Regions from separate parts of the Mus musculus genome. Here region 1 is linked to region 2. The links are chromatin contacts, called in public promoter capture Hi-C maps. All regions are on one chromosome and are shown on one strand. The core of a region is the stretch at or near the end of the contact, and the rest is flanking DNA. Distances in the headings are between cores, read along the strand shown.

Region 1 (4,536 bases), core at 216-2,715, 170 kb after region 2:
AACAGGACTTCTTAGCGCTGACATCAGCTAATTGATACTTTAGTTCTAGCTCTTGTTTACCTGTTGCTTTGGAGAGAAAATGTCAGTAATGTGAGGTTATCCTCTGTGAAATGTGCTTGTGAATTAAGATTCAGTTTATCTGTAACTCGTGAGTGATGAGGTTTAATCTGGGCTGTTATTTTTCTATCTATAAGGTTGGAAGTTGTTCTTGTTAGAGACAAACTTGCATTCACACTAGAGAGCAGAAAGCATCATTTTCTTAAGCCGAGGACTAGTAAAAGAGAGAGTATAACTATTCTCAGATATTCTACCATTTCTGGATCCACTATTTTAAACAGCCAAATAAATACCCACTCCGTGGATGTGACTGTTTTATAAATCATGCAGATAATTCGGTTTCCATTAGAAGTTTCTTTATCTTGTTAATGTTCAAACTTGAGTTACTGCTACATTCACTTTAGTCTTCAGCAACTTCCTGAGAATATTTCTGGGTAAATGATGTATGTTTACATTATCAAAAATGCATCTGAGGCTGACATACAACTGTGTATTTCAGGAAGACAAACTTTTGCTTGAGAGCCAGCTGATTCTAGCTACAGCAGAGCCACTGTGTCTTGACCCATCGGTGGCAGTAGCGTGCACTGCCAATAGGCTGCTCTATAACCGGCAGAAGATGAACACTCGCCCAATGAAACGGTAACCACCAGCACTTGGGTAACACAGGCTCTTAAGTTTGACATCGTTGCTAGCCAGAGTGCCCTTTCCCTTGGCATGTGAGGGCTGGAATTCTAAGTTCAAAAATGGGATTTTTCATGGCCTTGTATTGTGGATTTATGTTATAGACCTTTTTAAAAAATATTTTCTGCATTATTATAAAGTAATATTTTCCTCAGTCTTTTAAAGAAGGAACTTTTATAAGTTTATGGTCTGTTCACCAAAATGGTTGTGAGGCTGTAAGAAGACTAGATAGAAACAGAAGGGTAGTTGCTTCACTGCTTCTCAACACTAATTGGAATCAGTTAACAAGGAAACAATGTGTAACTTAACGAGTTTTGAGAAAATACAATCACAATTTTTAGAGATTAGCTTATAATGACTGCCTCTCTAGTTCTGGATTCAAACTAGTGTGGCTCCATGGTCATGAGTATTTTGTCTTGTTCTTTTTCTTTCACCTGTGCTTAAAGCTTGCTGGTGTGAAAGTTGTATTTATAGATGGAGTGTGTGAGTGTGTGTGTGGTAAGTGGGTATCTGTGATGGAGTCTGTGATCTGTGCCTGCTCCTTTTCCCCGTGTGGTAGAGTTGCTGCTTCATTGCTTCCTGTCTGTTGTAGGTGTTGGAAGAGGTACTCCAGGTCCTCCCTGAACCGCCAGCAGGACCTCTCTCACGGCCCTCCTCCCCCTCAGCTGAGACTACTTGATTTCTTACAAAAGCGGAAGGAAAGGAAAGCAGGCCAGCATTATGACCTCAAAATTTCCAAAGCAGGAAATGTAAGTAGTCGCTAAGGTGCTCGCTGTACGAATGACTGGCTGTGCTTTAGGGTTTCCGAGTGACTGTACTGTTTTTACTTTTCAGTGTGTAGACATGTGGAAACGGAGCCCCTGTAACTTGGCTGTGCCTTCTGAAGTAGATGTAAGTTCATGAAAAAGCTGTACACTGACACAGGGTCAAAGGCCAGCATTAGGAAGCCAGTGCTGTGAGGAAGTGAAGGGAAGAAAAGAGCAGCTTGTTTGAAACAGTAAAAGTTGTCATTTCAAGAGTCTGTCGTATCAGTCATGTAAGTCTGTGGTATTGAGTGGACCGCCAATCCAGCCTCAGTTAGTTACATAAGAGCATACATTTGAATAGAGTTCTGTGTTAGGAGCAGAAAGAATGTTAAGGCTTCCAAATGTGGAAAGAGTATGGCATATTTTATATAGTGACAGGAAATGACCTTGTGCCATTCTGTAGTGGTCCTTCATAATTAACTCAAAATGCTTCCGTGTTCAAACTGGTAAAATTTAAAGATGAGTAATCTTAGAAATTTGGAATTACCAATAGTATTGTTTACTAATATTCATAAGACACATGAGTGCTAAGTGATCATAAAGGCATTATAAAGGACTATTTTAGATTTCATTTTTTGTTTCTCTTAGTATGTATTTTTTAGATATATATTTGGTGTGTGTGTCCGTGTGCAGACTATAACACATATGGAAAACCAGAGAGCAACCATTGAGGGATGAGTCTTTGCTTCTACCACGGTATTCCTGGGCTGCAGACTCGGAACTTCAAGTTTCAGTGGCAAGAGCCTTTACCTGCTAAGCAATCTTGCCAGTTTACTTAATTCTTTATGATAGTTGTTTCAAAAATTATTTACTATTTCAAGAATGCTTTTTGTAACAATTCTAGCAGTTCTTGCTGTTTTAACAGTTAAAGCACAAAGCCAGAGACATCTATAGACTATGTATACAAACCAAGAAAGAAAGCCATATTATCTTGTTGCATATGTGGCCTCCAGGCATCCAGTGCTCTTAACCTCTTAACCATCTGTAGTCCCACATGCGACACTTAATTAAACATATCAGGAGGTTTAAAACTTGACAAGTGCTTGGTGATACTGCTAGTTGAGACCCTTGTGCCCACATTGATTCTGTGAACTGTGCAGGTTCTTGTCTTTGTTCCGATACTGACTATATTTGATTCAACATCTTCATTGTTTAGGTGGAAAAATATGCTAAAGTGGAGGAATCCATCAAATCTGACGACTCACAGCCAACAATGTGGCCAGCTCATGTAAGTAATCAGTTCCAATCTCTTTGACTAATGATCCAGTTGCCCGTGTATTTTTTTTGTTTGGAGACAGTGTCTCTTTTGGCCCAAACTGGCTTCAAACTTGTAGTGTAGTCAAGGTTGACCTCAGACATACTGATCCTCTGGCTTTCACTGCCCAGGTGCCAGACGTGCCTCTTCCGTATTGTAAAGTATGTTGTTTATAAGCTGGGCTCTGAAGTTATTAAACAGAAAACAACTTTTAATGTATAAGTTTTTTTTTAAGTGTATTTGGAGTACTTGTGGGCTTCAGGAAAATATAATTAACCCTGAGTGTGTTTTTCACTTTACAGAGAAGTTTTAATATAACACTACCTTTTTATGTGGGGCATTGGAGCCCATGCCTGTAATCTCAGCTCTTGGAGGCAGGGGCAGGAAGCTCTCAACTTGATGGCCAGTCTGAGCCACATAGGGAGCTATTCAAAAACCAAATTAGGAGTCCAGCCCAATGGTACATAACTGTAAGTCCAGAATAGGGAAACTGCTGCTGGGAAAAAGATGTCTCTGAGACAGCCTGGGCTACAGAGTGAGACTCTTTCAGAAAACTAGTGCAATGTTCTGTTCTGCCTACTTGTTGGTGGTCCTCACCTGTCTTGTTTCAAATTAGTGTGTTCTTGTAAAGATGTTCTTGTTTGAGCGGTGGTCTCCTGTGTGACCGAGGCTTGCCTGGAACTTTGCTTCTTTACAGCTGCTCTCTCACTTGTCGCCATTCTGCCGCCTGCCTCTGCCTCCTGAGTACTGGGATTATAGGCATGTGCCACAGTGCCTGGCTTAAAGACAGCTCTGAAGGGAAATGTTCTGATGCTCTCATCGTAATAGTCTCTTAAAGGGAGAAGTTGGAATAACATTTTGAATGGACTCTAAGCACAAGATAATAAGATTTATAGACATCTTTAGGATGTTTTGTATGAATGGCATATGACAAAAATATTTCCACTTTGAAACTTTATACTCAGATTGTTAACTATTGCAGTTGTGTGTACAATGAGTGAATCTCTGTGAGTGTCTTCCTGGCTTGGAGAGATGCCACATTGGAGCACTTAGCATAAAGGAAGGTAAAGAAAGGGCTCTGTGAACTCAGTTCCCTCTGAGGGCTTGGGTTGTTACATTCCTTTACATTTATTTATTTGTTTATTATTTGTAAGACAGGCTCTTATGATATAGTTCTAGCTGTCCTGGAACTTATTGTATAGACCAGGCTGGTCTTGAAAGAGATGAGCCTGCCTCTGTCTCCCAAGTGCTGGAGTTAAAGACACATGCCACCACACCTGACAAGTCCATGTACCTGTAATGTGGGAATGGCCACACCAGCCATGGGTTTTGTTGACAGTTGGATGAGAAACTACTTGTTAAGTGCTGTGACAATGTCCAGTCATTTTTTTTATACTTTTCATTGTGTGTAGAAATGTATAACACTTTCCTAATAAATGATTCAATAACATGCACAATCATACATGGCCTTAAACATTCCTTTAGTGCCATGTATATAGCAGACAGAAGTTAGTCTTTATTTTATTATTTGTTGTTGTTGATAACTTTTGCTACTTGAGAAGAAATGACTTGGGATTCTCTGTTCTTTTCAGGATGTAAAAGACGATTATGTATTTGAATGTGAAGGTGGTAATCAGTATCAGAAAACAAAGCTGACCATCTTGCAGTCTCTTGGGGATCCACTTTACTATGGTAAAATACAGCCGTGGAAAGCAGATGAAGAAAATGACAGCCAAA
Region 2 (4,648 bases), core at 1,134-3,633:
TGTCGGTACCGTGAACACATAGCAAGCATAGCTGTTGTCTTTCTTCTCATCTAGATGACAGTGATGCTTTAGGCTCTGGTTGGAATGGAAAATGTCTTCTATGGTCTCATATGTTTGAACACTTGCTCCTCAGCTAATGTCAATGTTTTAGAAAGGTGTGGAAACTTTGGAGATGGAGCCTCAGTGAAGGAAGTGGGTCCATGGGGTTGGGCCTTGAGATGGGACAACCTGGCTCCAAATCCTGCTAACTCTCAGTTTCCTGACTGTGGACACAATATGATCAACTGACTCACTCTTGTCTCCATGCCTTCCCCCACCAAGATTAACTGAGCCCCATCCAACTATAAGCCAAAACAACCCTCCTCCATTTAGGCTGCTTCATATCTGGTTTCAGCAACAACAAAGGTAATTATTTCACTTCATAACAAAAATCTACTGATCTTTTCTGTGTTTTCTCCTACTTTTGCATATTGGAGCCTCAAATTACAGGAATGTAGATGGAAGATTCTATTACCAGAATGCTCTAAGCTAAAACTTTTTTTTTTACCAAGGTAGATGACATTTCAGATAAATAATTATTCATTTTGTTTGCTATATTTTGGGGCATCAAACATTTTTATACCTGACCACCATGGCCCTTACAACTGGACAAGTCTAAAAGTGACCATGTCACCCAAAGACATGACACTTATCATTTAATATATATCTGAGAAGAAGGAAGCAGTAATGTGATATCAGAGAAAGCTGAAAGAGATTATTTGAAACAGGAGAAATTTGCCAGTGTCCTGAGTCTCAAAACACTTAGCACCTCAGAACACCTTAATGGGATCAGCCCCAGAAGTCACGTATACAGAATGTCCAAAAGATGCCTGGAGACTAAAACTTGAAACTGTTTATAGACCACAGATTTGTCCCCAGATCTCTGCACACTTGAGGAGAAAGGGGATGGAAAATAAAGAGAAGGAGAGGAATAAGTTCAAAAGAAGAAGGAGTTTCAAATACCTTGTCACAGATGCTTGCTTAGATCTTGCCTTAGTTAGGGTTTTACTGCTGTGAAGAGACACCATGACCATGGCAACACTTATAAAGGACATTTAATTGGAGCTGGCTTACAGGTTTAGAGGTTCAGCCCATTATCATCAAGCATGGGAGCATCCAGGAAGGCATGATTTGGGAGGAGCTGAGAGTTCTACCACTCATTCCAAAGGCAAACAGGGGAAGACTGACTTCCAGGAAGCTAGGAGGAAGGTCTCAAAGGCCACCCCCACAGTGACATACTTCCTCTAACAAGGTCACACCTCCTGGTAGTACCACTCTCTTGGCCAAGCATATTCAAACCACCACAGTCCTCAAATGCAGAAGCTTGCGAATTAGTAATTTGATAACCTTCAGTGGGGATCAAGGCATCCAAAATTTCTATGCAGAAGGCTAACTGCTGAGTGTCATTTACAGACTTCCTGATTCTGTAGCTTGAAGAGTTTCTAAGCTCTTTCTTTTATGATCTTGGGTCAGTCTGATGGAGGAGTTCCAAACTAAGTCATAACTTTATCTAATCAAATCCAGATTTGAAAAGCTACCATGGGGTGATTATGGGGTGATTTGAAGGAGAATGGCCCCCATAGGCTCATATATTCAAATGCTTAGTCACCCGTTAGCTGGACTGTCTAAGAGTGACCTTGTTGGAGGAGGTGTGTGATCACTGGGAGTGGTCTCTGGGGTTTCAAAAGCCCACACCAGGGCCAGACTCTCTTTCCCTCTCTGCCTGCTGCCTACGGATCAGAACAGGGCTCACAGCTGCTTCTCCAGTGCCATGCTCCTCCCCCAAGTAGTAAAGGACTAGTCCTCTGGAGCAAACTCCCAACTGGATGCTCTCTCCTATAAGCTGCCCTGCTCACAGTGTCTCTTCACAACAACAGAGCAGTAACTAAGATGCATGCCTCCTAAGAGGAGTGGGCAGTCCAGTCTCAGTCCTCACTCAGGAGGAACTCTCGCCACTTAGTTCAGCTTCATAAACACAAGCCTCCAGACGACAAGCAGCATGAATGAAGTCTAGTTCTTAAACACAACGGAGAGTGTATGGTGAGAAGAAACACTACAGCAGCACCAATGGGGCTCCTTCTAGTCAGTTTTTAAATGAAGGCAGGGAACTGAGCTGGACATTATAAAGGACTCCCATTTAGAAGGGTTAGTGGAGACCAGGAGGAGAACCTTCTGGAACATCATCACATTAAACCTCTGCTCTATGTGTAAGCATTTTAATAAATGTCACTGAGAAATCGTGAGCTTTTGTTGTTTCCCAAAGTGATTTCAGGGCTTTTGGAATGTCTGCAGAAGCAAGAACTAGCTGTGGTCATCCGCATCTCCCCATGCAGGTCCAATTTCTGACTCACCCAGTTACATCATGCAATGTGACCAGAGGAGCGGGAGCCTGGCATTACAAGCAGTCAGACTCATGCAAGCACTGTTCATTTTCTAACCCACTCGTCATTCAGGGTCTACGGTGGCTTTATGCTGTCCATTAATTTTTTAACTAGGCCTATTTCCATGAAACTTATTTCTGCTTGAATTGCAGTATATTTTTCTGTACTGTGTTTTCACAGATTCCCCCAAATCTATGAATGATAACTTAAAATCACTTATCCTCTGCCTTCATAGACCCATCCCAAAGATAGTTTAAATAATAATTCATATATGTGTATTAAATAATACTTCCAGGACACATAGTGTACATGTACAGAGTGTAGTGGGATATTACAAATTAAAATATATATGTATCTCTATTTAACAAAATAAAATATAATTAAATAAAGCAAAAGCCATCATATCGAAGTTGGACGAGACACGCCAACAAAAAACTAAAAGCCCCCAAGAGAAGGAATCAGAGGCCTTCTCATTCACACACTCAGATGCTCGATAAACATACTAAGCTGGAAGCTATAATACAGACTCAGAGGGCCTGGTGCAGACGGTACCCCTGTGCTTGCTGCTTCAGCTTTGTGAGCTCATATTTGAGTTTATTTTTGCTCAGTTGGTTTAGAGCTACCCCTTGTTCTCCATCCTCCAACCCCTCTGTCCCTCCAACTCCCTTTGCCTGAAAAACTCTAGCTGTTTTCTTTTTAAACAAAGTTAATTTTAGGAGAAAGCGCAGAGGGTCAGCATCAACTAACTAGACAGTGATTAAATTTTTACCCTAACCTTGGCACTATAATTTGAGATTGAGGGGTAAATTACTTAAACCTCTGACTTCTAATATGAACAACTTTAACATGGGCAGAACACTATGTACTTCTCAGACTATCCGCAGAATAAAAATCCAAGTTGGTATAAAATATTTACTACCATGGCTGCAATATAACAAGAGGGCATCTTTTTTATCTTAAAGATCTAGTTTGATTTTGCAAGTATGAGTGTTTTGCCTCTCTCTCTCTCTCTCTCTCTCTCTCTCTCTCTCTCTGTGTGTGTGTGTGTGTGTGTGTGTGTGTGTGTGTATTTGTCTGTCTGTGTATGTCTGTGTGTGTGTTTGTGTGTCTGTATATATGCCTGTATGTATCTGTGTGTGTCTGTCTGTATGCCTGTATGTATCTGTGTATGCCTGTATGTCTGTGTATGTATGTGTCTGTCTGTCTGTCTGTCTCTGTATGTCTGTGTGAGTATGTATGTCTGTGTATGTCTGTGTGTGTGTGTGTGTGTGTGTGTGTGTGTATCTGTGTGTGTGTATGTACATATGTGTTTGCAGTACCTCCAGAGGCCAGAAGAGGGCACAAGATCCCCTGAAGCTGGAGTCCCAGGTGGCTGTGAGCCTCTCTCAAGAGCACAGGGAATTGATCCTAGGTCCTCTACAAGAGCAGTCAATGCTCTTGACCACTGAGGATCCCTCAGGGCCCGAGACTGTAGATTTTATCATAATGTGGTGAAAGTGGAGATTCTAAAACAATTAGTGCTGTCTCAGACAGGGCTGAAAATGAAACCAGACAACATCCCATTCTTTCCATCCCAGAAGATAACTGAAGACTAAAACTCATATGAAATGTTAACCAGAAGACGTTTGCACCTAGTGCCTCTGTGCTTGAAGCAGCCCTTCCCACAGGGTGTGTGCTTCCCACGGTGATAGGACACCGAGTTTTACACCTGGTTTTACATGGTCATTTAAGGGACATCCCTTTGCAAGGTACCTGGGTCTGCACACCATGGAACAGGATGTTAGCAAAGTTAAGGCAAAGTGAAAATTCTCCTTACAATGCAGCTAACATACAAACTTCTCCTAGCCAAACTATGAATAAATAGCTAGAGAAGAAACACATATCCACTAAGGGACATGAAGTCATCTTGAAAATAGAGAAAATCACAGAGAATCCAATAAGCAAAGCATTTGTGTCTAAAGCTCTCTGGCTTTGCTCTTAGTTATTCTAACTTTACCCATCATTGTTACTTTTTGGTTTCTTGGGCAGATTCTCACTCTGTATTATAGTCTGGCCTCTTGGGCAGATTCTCACTGTAATCACAGTCTGACCTCAGTCTTACTGTCTAGCCAAAACTACCCCTGAACTCATGGTGCTCCAACCTCAACTTTGCATGTGTTTGGATTAATAAGTTCCTACCACCAAATTGGACAACTATAAAAATATTTTTAAGAAAATGGGATTAGCAT

The links. Capture Hi-C pulls out chosen DNA fragments and counts their contacts.
Region 1: a promoter capture Hi-C map of adipose tissue shows a contact between it and region 2. The contact joins two enhancer-like sites. A contact is called at or near these places in 2 of 9 other capture datasets (adipose tissue and liver).

What each region holds. Positions count from the first base shown.
Region 1 is chr3:54,707,701-54,712,236 of GRCm38.p6, forward strand. It overlaps Supt20 (SPT20 SAGA complex component), which reads left to right. Exons shown (of 25, transcript NM_001358015.1): 9 at 557-696; 10 at 1,331-1,487; 11 at 1,573-1,629; 12 at 2,701-2,772; 13 at 4,392-4,536. Among named protein-coding and RNA genes, the nearest start is that of Supt20, 15 kb to the left of the region's middle. Within about 2 kb of position 1,466, at least 85 of the 459 cell types and tissues checked have an H3K27ac peak or open chromatin away from gene starts, as enhancers often do. A contact at or near this core is called in adipose tissue, where this site is marked.
Region 2 is chr3:54,539,203-54,543,850 of GRCm38.p6, forward strand. No RefSeq gene overlaps it. Among named protein-coding and RNA genes, the nearest start is that of Gm31154, 6.6 kb to the left of the region's middle. Within about 2 kb of position 2,384, at least 60 of the 459 cell types and tissues checked have an H3K27ac peak or open chromatin away from gene starts, as enhancers often do. A contact at or near this core is called in adipose tissue, where this site is marked.